2 separate regions of the Ovis canadensis genome follow, and region 2 is linked to region 1. Evidence: chromatin contacts called from public Hi-C data. All regions are on one chromosome and are shown on one strand. Each heading gives the region's core, a stretch centred on a gene start, on an enhancer-like site or on the middle of the called end of the contact. The rest is flanking DNA. Distances are from core to core; before and after follow the strand shown. Region 1 holds the start of APRT (adenine phosphoribosyltransferase). Region 2 holds the start of CDH15 (cadherin 15).

Region 1 (5,413 bases), core at 704-3,203:
GCTGAAGGGGTCTATTGCCCCACTTTGGATTAAGTGGGGGTAGGGCAACGGGTCTGTTCTTACAACTTCACTGGGGGTGTCCGGTAGGTCCCCCCCACCACCCCCCCGCCAAAGCCCTCTCCCAAGCAGAATGCGGCCGCCCTCCCTAAGCCTGCCCTGCCCAGAGTAACACCGCGCCCTCGTGGCGGACACGCGGAGCCTCGGGGAGGGTCCGGGGACCCAGCGGACGCCCGCCGCTCCACTTGCCCGCGATGTAGTCGATCCTGCCGCCGTGGGCCTTTTTCAGGTGATTCGCCAGGAGGCTGATGGAGGCGCGGAAGGAGGTGGGGTCCTTCAGGACGGGCGAAATGTCCCTGGCACGCGAGGACAGGCCTGGTGACTGCCGGACCCACGCAGAGGCCACCGCGTCCCGACAGCCCTGGCCGCGCGGCCCCGTCAGTCCCTCCCGTCGCCCGTTACCTGAACAGCACGCCCGGGATGGGGAAGTCGGGGAAACTGCGGATGCGCCGCGCCACCAGCTGCAGCTCAGAATCCGCCATCGCCACTTCCGCGCGTGTCGCGGGCACGAGGGGCCGGCTCGGCGGCTCCGCGCCTGCGCCGAGTGGGAGCGGAGCCCAGGGGGCGGGGCCGGACGCCAGGGGCAGGCTCAGCGCTCCGCTCCGGCACGGGAGGGGGGCGGGGGCGGGGCCCCAAGGAGCGGGGCCACCTACTCCCGCAGGAGGTACCGTATTTCATAGAGTCTTATGTACGGTCGGTTTTAAGACGCTCGCCTGTTTCTGGTGCCCAGAACACAGGAGTCCCCGCCTCGAGGACGTTTGCGCAGGGCCCAGATGTGAGTCTGGGTTGATGGAGTACAGCGTCTACGCAGGCCCAACCAGAGTTTCGGGGAAATACTCGCCCGACTTCGGCCGAGCCGAGTGCCCGCAGGTCTTCGGCACAGCTGTGGCCAGGACCCCACGCCTTGGGCGGAGCGCACCGACCGGCCTCGCCCACTCTCCCTCCCTCCCAGTGAGTCTTGGCTGAGCTCTGGCAGCACCGTACGAGGGGGCCTTTCCCCCAGGACCCCCATCCCCACCAGCCCCCGGTGCCTAAGGACCGGAGCAAGAAGGGGTTCGGAGCAGGGCCTGAAGGGGAGCAGTTCAGAAGACTCAGGGCTGAGGGAGGGGAGAGCCAGAGGTGAAAGCCCAGGCATTTGGCCCATTCCAGCCCCGACCATGGCACCCAGGGGGCAACCTCCCCTAAACAGAATTTGTTTTTTAAAAAAGCTAAATGCCTGTTACTTTATTCTAAACCCGTTTTCTTCACCATTCCACAAGTCTTAACAGTAGAGTTGGCAGGGCAGTCTGCAGAGCGGAAACCACCCGATGGGAGCAGCCCACAGGCCTCTGTACGGTGGGTCCCCTGGAAGCTATGCACAGGCTGGCTCAGGCTTATCTTCAAGCTTTGCCACCCTGGACTCCACAAAGGGAGGGCAGGCAGGGAACCTCTGAGGCACAGACAAACCCGAGTGTCTAAGATGTCTAAGGGAGGTGCTGGCATCAGCACTCCCCACTGGACTAGCGAGGCTCTGGGTCAGAAAGGCCCTTGGCCGCCCCCATCGTGTTCACACCACAGCCCTGCACCATGGGGGTGGGGTACGCGGGGGAGGTGCTGGGGGAAGCCCTGTGCACAGCGCCAAGGGGCAACACAGGATGGGCAGGCAGCCTCAACACCAGGACCACAGTCCTCAAGGGGATACATCTCCGCCTCTGGGCCCGGGGACAGAACTCAGGCCCTAGACGAGGCAGCCATGAGGTAGCTGGAGCAGGGTGGGAAGATGAGGCGAGTAGCCTCCCGTTCAGGGGCCGCTGTGGGCCCCAGGCAGCAGTCAGGTGGCCCAGGACGGCTGGTGAAAGACTCCAGGGCTGGGCTCAGGCAGGTCCCGCTGCTGGCTACAGGCGACGTCTGTCTGGCAGGCAGGCAGGGCAGAGGAAGTTGGTGCTCTTCCAGCCGAGGTCTCTGAGGCCAGAGCTTTCCTAGCCCGGGGCTTGGGCCTGGCCTGAACCCAGGCTGTCGCTAGTGGGGCCAGGAGCACTTCTCCGGGACAGACTCCGGGGGTGTCAGGCACTTCCCTAACTTTTCACAGCCTGGGGGCGCCCAGTTCTAGGTAATGAAAGTTCAGAAAGAGGACATGCAGTTACTCTAAGCACTTCCAGACTTGGTACTGTCCAGACTCATGCCCTGCCCAGGCCTGTGACCTGCCCCACCCCAACAGATGGACACCACAGTGTGGAACCACCTGTCTCATCTCCACCTGGCCTGGCAGCAGCTCTGCGCCCGAGGCTGACACAGGAGACACTGCCCTGCGGCAACCTGGTATTAACAGGGCCTGTCTGTCACTGAAGGGGACAGTCTGCTAACTGCCCAGCACCATGGCCTCTGCAGGCTCCCGGGTGGTGGTGGCGGGGGTGAGACAGACTCCTCCCGCCCCATAAGCTATGTAGGTGGTGGCCTTGGTGCCTCTGAAGGCTTGCCCAGCTGCTCCTTCGTGCGCAGACTTGCTTTGTGTGGCCATGATTTCCTGGCAACAGGACACTCACATCCCTGAGAGGGAGCCTTCGTGGCTTTGCCGGGTCCCCCGACACAGGAAGTGTGCCCTCCTCAGAGTCACTCCACCTACTCTCGCCCCCCTCAGACCCTGAGTCTGAATTGGAGCATCAGTGCCTGTGAGAACCGTGGCTCAAGTCTCCCCTGCCATGAACACCATCAGGTGGCCCTCTGGCTGCACGGCCACCTGGCAGAGCCAGGTTTAGGAAAGGGAGCAGTTCCCAACATTTGAGGCAGGGCAAAGAAAGGGGTCGGGTATACGCAAAAGCAGATTTTGGGCCCAGCCTGTGCGCCTGGAGGTCGGGGAGGGTGTCTGATGAGGCCCTAGGGAGACGGGCTGCGAGCTGCTCTTGTCCTGAGAGCGAAGACACAATCCAGAGTCTACCCGCTGGTCCAGAGCAGCTGGGCGGAGCAGAGCGTGGAGGCTGGGGAGTGCTTTGCACACTGGTGTGCACATGCAGGTGCCCACGTGTGTGGGCCGCTGAACCTCTGGTGGCAGTGCTCACTTCAGTCTGAGCCCAACCCCCACTGTTCACTCACTTGGGAGCCGTGGCAATTCCGGCTGCGCCCAGGAGGTGGCGGCAGTGACTGTCAGGTTGGCCCCTCCCCATCTCCCGTCCTGTCACCAAGAACCCTTGGTCTCTGAGCCACACGGCAACTGCCACTACCTGGAGACGGTGTGCTGGGGTGGGGACAGCACCGTGTCCAAGACGACAGGACGGGCTTGGAGGGGGCACTGGGGGCTCTTCCCCGGGTGGAGGTCTGTCAGCCACTGGGACCTGAGGGACCTCGGTGGTCCTGAGACGGGGCCCTTCTGCTCCACTGCTGAGTCCAGGGGCCAGAATACCAGCCTGGTGTCCTTCCAAGGGATGGGGAGGCCCTGCTGGCCCCTGCCTCGAATCTTTCCCTGTGAGCCCTGGATGTGGACCGCAGCGACCAGGCCACCCCCAAAGCCAGCTGCCCCCTGGCACTCCTCACCCCCAGGGAATACATTCAATGTCCTTTAGTTCTCGCCCCCCCCTCTTCCACCCAGCTCAGGGCAGCAGCTTGGGCTGCACATCCATCCTCAGAACTCCAGCAGGGTTTGGTGGGGGTGGGTGAGGAGCGGGGCTCACGGGCTGGCTGCACCCCAGGCCATCCACCCAGCCGGTCCACACCCACATCCCACACGGGTTTGGCTCATCTTGCTCCTGCAGAGAGGCCAAGAGACCCCCTACTGCTCCTGTGAGGTTGTGGCCAGAGCGGCAGGAGGGTAGCAGGGCTCGTGTCTGAGGCAGACAGCTCAGCATGCACACGGCCCTAGGCTGCCCCCACAGTCCATGTACAGACCACTCACCATGACTGCCCGGTTGCACACATTGAGCTGGGGCTGTCCGGGGACCAAGGCCTCCTGGTGCTGCTGGACGACCGGGGTGATCCTGCGAAGGGCGTCCAGGTACTCGATGCTGGCAATGCTGCAGGCAGGCGGCACCAGGTCACAAGGTGGGGAAAGGGCAGAGCGAGCCCAGCAGCCCGTTCAGGTAGACCAAGGTGTGGGGAGGCTGATGGGACAGCCCTGCTCCAGGTGCCACCATCTGGCAACCTGCCAGGAAGACAGGCGGGGGCTATGGACCCCTCTTGTCCTGCCTGCCCGCCCTGAGGTGGGCACCCAGGGAACCGTCCAGCAAATGAGAGTTCAGGCAGAGCCAGGGGCCCAGGACAGTGGCTCTGACTCTTCAACCTGCTCCTCAGCTGGAAGCCCTGGAGTGCTCCCCAGAAACGGGGGGCTCTTTCCTCTTTTGGGGTCCCTTTTAATCCTCTGGCCCAGGCTCCTTTTTCTTGGAGCAACTGGTCCTGGTGGATTGGACCGAGCCCACGTGGCTCCTGGGCCCTTGGCGTCCTGCTGTTGTCTACACTTGTCCCACCAGCTAGTCTCCCAGGATCCTGTGTGATGGCATCGGGGGAGATGCCTGGGAGACTTCGTGCTCAGCCCTGCACACTTCCCAGGCAGGTGGCAGCACCAAGGGCTTCTTGCCTAGAGCTCTGTCCCCCAAGTCACCCCATGCAAAGTCATGTGGTCCCCCGACTGGGGGAGCCTGGTATCCATGCTGGGCCCTCTTCTTGGGCCAGTGACCCTGATGGTGATAGTGGGGTCTCCTGGGGGCACAGTGGCAGGTATGTTCCTTGGGACCTCGAATTTCAGGGGACACCATCTGGCCAGCTCACAGCCAGCGAGGGGCAGGGCTTGCTGCTGTCGCCACTGTCTAATAGGCACTTGTATTGGAAGTCACGTATCTCCCTCTCTCACACACACACACACATCTGCTATCCAGGGTGGGGCTCAGACAATGTCTCTCCTTATACCCCACCTGGAGACCTGGAGGCCCACACTACCCATCTATGAGGTGGGCTAAAGGCCTGGGGGATGCTGGGGATGGGATCATGTGCCCCACCCGTGCCATGGCCTGGCTGGAACAAACATTGGGAGCAAGAAGCAGGTGCTGGGATGTGACTCAGGGGAAAGCCCAGTAGATGGAAAACTAAGGGGTGCAAGAGAGCAGGGCCAGTGACCCACTGGCCTTGACCTCTGTGTGGCACCAGGGGGCAGTCAGGCTGCTGGGGCCCCATAGGCACAGGGCCTGCAGTCTGCTCTTGCCAGGTCTCAGCTCCACACTGACTCCCATGCTGCCTCAGCCTGGTTTTAACTTCCAGCCTCAGTCTCCCACCTGTGCAAGCATCATGGCCCCCACAAGCCCCGGCTCACCTGAGGGGGAACCTCTCTCCAGGGTCTCGGCCCAAGTGGAAGATGAGGGGCAGCTTCGTGTGCTCCTCCTGCAAGTGGGTGGTG
Region 2 (5,545 bases), core at 2,719-5,218, 240 kb after region 1:
TGCTGGGAGGGATTGGGGGCAGGAGGAGAAGGGGACAACAGAGGATGAGATGGCTGGATGGCATCACCGACTCGATGGACGTGAGTCTGAATGAACTCCGGGAGTTGGTGATGGACAGGGAGGCCTGGCGTGCTGCGATTCATGGGGTCGCAAAGAGTCGGACACGACTGAGCAACTGAACTGAACTGAACTAGTGACTAAACAACAACATCCCCCCGGTTTCTTCCAGACGAGGACCCTCTCCAGCCCAGGCTGGCCCCAGGTGCACATGACATGCACAGGACGTGGCTTGTGAGGGCTGTGACATGACGTGCGTGCAGGACACAGGCTCACTGAGGCCTCTGAGTGAGCAGGACAGAGGAGTGCACTCCTGCCCTGGAGTCTGAGGGTGCAGGGGTGCCCTGGCCCTGCCCACTTGGTCAAGGTTTTTACTGGAGTGGGTTTTTCCATGAGAGCCACCCTCTGGGGGTGCCAGTTATGTTTACAAATTGCTTTCAAGCTTGACCATTTGAGCCCAGAGACCTCTGTTCTCTGGCCTGTCCTGCACTGCGTCAGTGTGGCCGGGCCTGCTGCCCTGGACCTTGCAGGTCCTTGCTGTGGCCTGAGGCTCAGGCTGGCCTCAGGAGCTTGGGATTCTGGCGGGGCAGCCTGGCTCGGTCCTTAAAGATGCCACTTGGCAGAGGCCATGCCCCCCAGACTCAAGGCCGGCCCCTTCAGGGAGGACCAGACAACCGCCTCCACCTTACCTGGAGCCACACTGCCCTCTGCTGGTGTTTCTGGGCATAGCAGGGATAGATAGAGGAGGGATCCCTGCTCTCCTCGTGCTCTAGTACCTGCTGGGACCCTTCATCCCTTGTGTCAGGGCTGCTGGGCAGGAAGGACCCTGGTCCCAGAAGCTGGGGGGTGGGGGGTTGGGGCTGGGGTAATTTGAAACTCAGAGACACCTGGAGATGGCTGGGACAGAGCCTGCCACCCCAGGGCCTCTAGCCCGGCTCCCATTTTCTCAGGGCTGTAGGGCCAGTGGGAGCTGCCAGTACCCCCAGCTCCTGCTCTGTCTTCTGTCTCTGTCCATTTGTTTGTCCAAAGTCTTCTATGGACCCAAGACTTTAGAAACAGTTTGAGAATGACCATTCAATGTGTGTTTGGGAACCGTGACTGGGCTCCAGAATAGGCAAGGCCCCCCCAAAACATGCCTGCAGACACTCATACCTGTGTGGTCCTGGGAGGCCATGCCTGGCTGTGGTGTGGCCGCCAGGGGGTGTGCACAGTCTGGACGGCGTAGTGACACCCTGCGCTCCCCACGCTCCAGCCCACCCCGCTGTCATCTCTGACCCTGGGCCCCATTTAAGGGACAGGAAGCCCACTGCAGGGCCCCACTGCTGTATCCTGGCCGTGGCAGCAGTTCAGGACCCTCCCAGATCTGCCCCACTGTTTGCCTGGCTCCACTGAAGACCGCCCCCCGCCTCCCGCAACACTCATGCTGCCTCACCACATTGGGATCTGTTGGTGCCTAACTTCCTAGGGAGGGCAGCCTTGTGACAGCTGATGCCCCAGAGCCTGGAAGGGGCCTGGCATGGGAAACTGCACAGTGGGAGGGTTGGGGTGGGGAGACAGGGAGGGAGGAAGAGCGGAGGGAGTGTCTGCCTCCACGCAGCCTCCAGACCAGGCTTGAACTTGAAAGGGGCGAGGACCTTGCAGCCTGTTGCCTGGGCTCCTTCCCAGACCCCACCAGGACTGGCTGTGTCACCTTGGCCTCTGGGTCCTTGCCTGTAAAACGGGGCCCCAGGGGGGCCAGCCACTGTGGGGTGAGATCAGCGCCTGGCCCCCCCGGAGCAACACTGCCCTTGACGGTTGTTACCAACAGCTGCCCCTGGGCACCTCCACCTGGATGACCACAGGCACTCCGTTCATGTCCACAAGGAACCTGTCCTCTCCCAGGTCAGTGCCTGGTGTCCAGGTCACCTCCTTTCTGTCCAATTCTCTTGAACCCCCAGGCATTCTCCCTCCCCTCTGTGTCCCCATTCTGGACACAGAGACTGAACCCTGAGTGGGTGGGTGGGCACCGCTCTGTGCAGCCCCAGGAGCTAGTCACCTGGCCATCTGTCCCCTTGCCGCACGACCCTAGTTGACCCTCTCTTGCAGGATGGGCATGTGCACCATGGAGCCCTGGGCAGACTGGGCCGAGGGTGGGGGCATGAAGTTATCCCAGGGAGCCCAGCAAACAAATGCCCACTGAACACCAGCCGTGCAACCCAGTTACACACCCGACTACATTGCCTGAAAGTTACTGTAAACTTAGCAGCTGAAACAACTCTATAACCTCACTGTTTTATTCTTTTACACGTAATAATAATCCTTGTTGCACTATCATTACATTATTATTGATATAACTACATAATTTTTTAAAGTTATAGGAGCTTCACTTCCCTGCTGAAAGCCTCATTGCCTCTCTTTTATCAAGAGAAAGCTGCAAATCCCTAAACAGGTGGATGAACCTCCCAAGGTTTGACCCCCCACCTCCCACACCCCCTCCCCCAAGGCTCCCCCTAGTGGAGCCTCTGCCCTCCTCCCAGTTCACAGGTGCCCAAGCCCCACCAGAATCAGGGGAGACCACCCAGGGAAGGGGGTCCCATGGGTGAGGACACCCATGCCTCAGGCCCCCCCGGCATTGACACAGGACCCCAGAGAGGGTCTGCTGGTGGTGAAGGGTTAAACCCTGGGGTTGGCAGCCTGGGGCCTGCAGAGTTGAGAAGGAGAGGGGATGCCCAGAGGGTCAGTAGCCTTGAGTCCACTGGGAAAAAGGCCAGCTAGCCCTGGCACCCTGGGGTGGACCAGTGCTGGATAGGCCCTCGAGGCTCAGATACAAGCAGTCAGTGGAGAGAACTTCCTGTGCAAGGGCCAAAGTTGGACTGGGCCCCAGGCTTCTGCATCTCTTGGGCCACCCCCCAACCCCGGACCAGGTCCAGCTCATCTCTCCCTGGAGCCCCCATCCCCAGAGGTTGTTGAAGAGACAGATGGCGCAGAGCAGGGATGGACTAGTGAGAGGAGAGGGTGCCTGAGGGTAATCAGGGGACTTGGGCACTCAGCGCCCCCCTTACCCCCTTCTACCTCACCTATGGGGGCAGAAACTCAAAAACATTCAGAGGGCTCCTCCATCCGGGTTTGGGGTCCCTGACCTCAGAGGCAGGATGGTGGTCTCCAGGAACTATTTAGCATCAGGGCCTTGGAGCCTGCAGATGGAAGGGACTCCCGCCCTCCACCCCCACCTTGGAGCCCTGAGTGCCAGGGATACAGTCACTGCCGGAGCCCCCGCCCCACCCCGGCAGCCTGGCCTCCTTCCAAGCAGGCTACAGGCACAGATGGTGCTGCACCTGCTCAATCTAGAGAGGAGGGCAGAGGCCCCATGCCTGCTTCTGCCACGGAGACCAGCTCCCACACAGGACACTCCTCACTCCCCTGCTCGAGGTCCGCAGGGCACCCCCTACCTCCCTACCCCTTGCCCTCCCTGGTTCTGAGCGACACACCAGGAGGTAGGGGCTGGGAGGGGAGAGACAGCCTGCCCCTTCCACCCAGGGGTTTCCAACCGACGAGGAAGGAAAGGAGGCAGCAGGCAGGGCTGGGCTTTCTTTCCTGTATGCTGTCCCTAGGGGGCAGCAAGGGTCAACCCGCCCTGAGGAGCTCCACCCACAGCGGGAACACTATATGAACACGGCAAAAGTGATCGGGCCCTCAAGGCGCCAAGCGCCTTGCCTTGGGACTGGAGCCTGACGGCAGTCTGGGTAAAGATATGGCCAGTGCAAAGGCCCTGAGGCAGGAGCACGAAGGTGCTCAGTGTGAAGGAGAATGTTCGCAGCCTTTCTGACAGGCATCCTCTCCACCGCCTGACCCAGAGCCCAGCTTTCGGCTCCGCCCTGGACACGTGCTGTCACTCAGCCGCAGGCCCCGCCCCGCCCCGCCCCCGCACACGTGCTGTCACTCCTTCGCCAGTACACTTGTGCTGTCACTCAGCCGGGTCCTGTCCCAGCAGAAGGCGCCGCTCCCGCTGCCCGACACTCTGCCTGCCGCCTGCTACCGGCCCATGGACGCCGCGCTCCTCCTCGCCCTCGGGCTGCTGGCCCAGGTAAGGCCGGGGGCCGCGCGGGGGTCGCTGGCCCCTGTGCTAAGCGCCGCGTCTCAGAGTGGGGCAGCCCGGCCTCCGGCCTCCTGCCTCCGGGACCGCTGGCTCTGGGCTCCCGTGGGCGGCTGTGAGCTGAGGGGCCCGGGGTAGGCTCTGGGTGGGGCAGCTCTGTCCAGGGCTCTGTGCCCCTGGGGGAGAGTAGTCTAACCGCCCCCAGTGAACAGGACGGGGAGCCAAGTTCAGGGACTGCCAGAAGAGAGGACCCAGAAGGCCACCCTCACGCTGGAGGTGCTGGCCTCAGCCCTAGAGTCGGGGGGTATTCAGTCTTATGGGGTGCATGGGGAGAGGGGGCATCAGGAGCACCCCTGGCTGGAAAGCCTGGAGGCCAGGTTCCGGCCATGTCGACCCCCCATGAGTTGGCAGCTGACCCGCCTAGCTGGATGGGGCAGCTCTGCCCTCCAGAAACCCATTCTCCCTGGGGAGCCCCATGCCCAGTAGAGACAGGTCCCAGCACACATAACCTCTGCCTCCACACTTCCTGCCAGCCCCCCAACCCCCACACCCTGAGGTCTCTGCAGCCTGGGAGCCAGCAGGTGGGGGGAAGCACAGAGCCCCCACTCTGCACATGGGCACCCTTAGATTCGACCACATCCTCAAACCCCTTAGCTAATGGGCAGGCACTGGGCTGGGCCCAGGAGTGCCGTGCGTGAGCCAGTGCCACTGGTGAGGCCAGAGGGGATGCCTCGGGCCTCTTAGACTGGACAGGTGATGATCACGGGGGCGATGAGCCATGCTTAGGACCCGTTGCTTGTTGTTACACTTCCACACCCACCAGGGCTTCCCCTCTCATCCCCACAGACCCTCCCACAGTTCCGGTGTGCCAGCTTGGGTTTCAGCCCCTGGCAGCTAAGTGCCTGTCATCTGGACCCTCCAGCGGCTGGCCCCTCAGGCCTCCAGCCCCACAGCTCCAGCCACCTCCACGCCTGCCTTTGGGCCCTTTCACTGACACCCCCACCCCCTGTAGACCATGCTCCCCACTCCCCACTGTTGTGTCTAGCTAGCTCAGAGAGGCCATGATCACCCTCTGCCCAGCACAGCCCAGCTGCCCACGACCTGCGCCCCTCAACCCCCTGCTAGGAGCTCATTGGGTGCAATGGGCTCTCTGCTCCTCCCAAGCGAGGCCCAGATGCCCCACACGCTCCAGAAGGCTCTACTCGCTCCAGAAACAGCGCTCCAGCCCCTGGTTCCCAGGGACCCACTCCTTTGAGACTGAGGGTATCATCCTCAGACCAGGTCCCAGGGGAGGGGAGGAGAGCTCAGATTCCTCTCCCCTCCCGCAGGGCTAGAATGCACCCCCTCCCAGACAGCTGGGACTGCAAGGATTCTCGGGGGGCGGGAGTGGGGGGTGGACCAGTCAGCGAGCCTGGC

What was found. Hi-C and Micro-C count contacts between places; a contact is called where the count stands out from the background.
Region 2: a Hi-C map of fibroblasts shows a contact between it and region 1, with 10 times the contacts expected there. The contact joins the promoter of CDH15 here to the promoter of APRT in region 1. A contact is called at or near these places in 2 of 2 Hi-C or Micro-C datasets (fibroblasts and lung).

What each region holds. Positions count from the first base shown.
Region 1 is chr14:27,218,523-27,223,935 of ARS-UI_OviCan_v2, forward strand. It overlaps APRT (adenine phosphoribosyltransferase), which reads right to left and starts at 1,954. Exons shown (of 5, transcript XM_069552651.1): 1 at 460-1,954; 2 at 247-353. The coding sequence starts at 539. GALNS (galactosamine (N-acetyl)-6-sulfatase) reads right to left here. Exons shown (of 14, transcript XM_069552647.1): 12 at 5,330-5,413; 13 at 3,923-4,040; 14 at 1,267-2,142. The coding sequence ends at 2,056.
Region 2 is chr14:27,457,887-27,463,431 of ARS-UI_OviCan_v2, forward strand. It overlaps CDH15 (cadherin 15), which reads left to right and starts at 3,969. Exons shown (of 14, transcript XM_069552687.1): 1 at 3,969-4,120. The coding sequence starts at 4,079.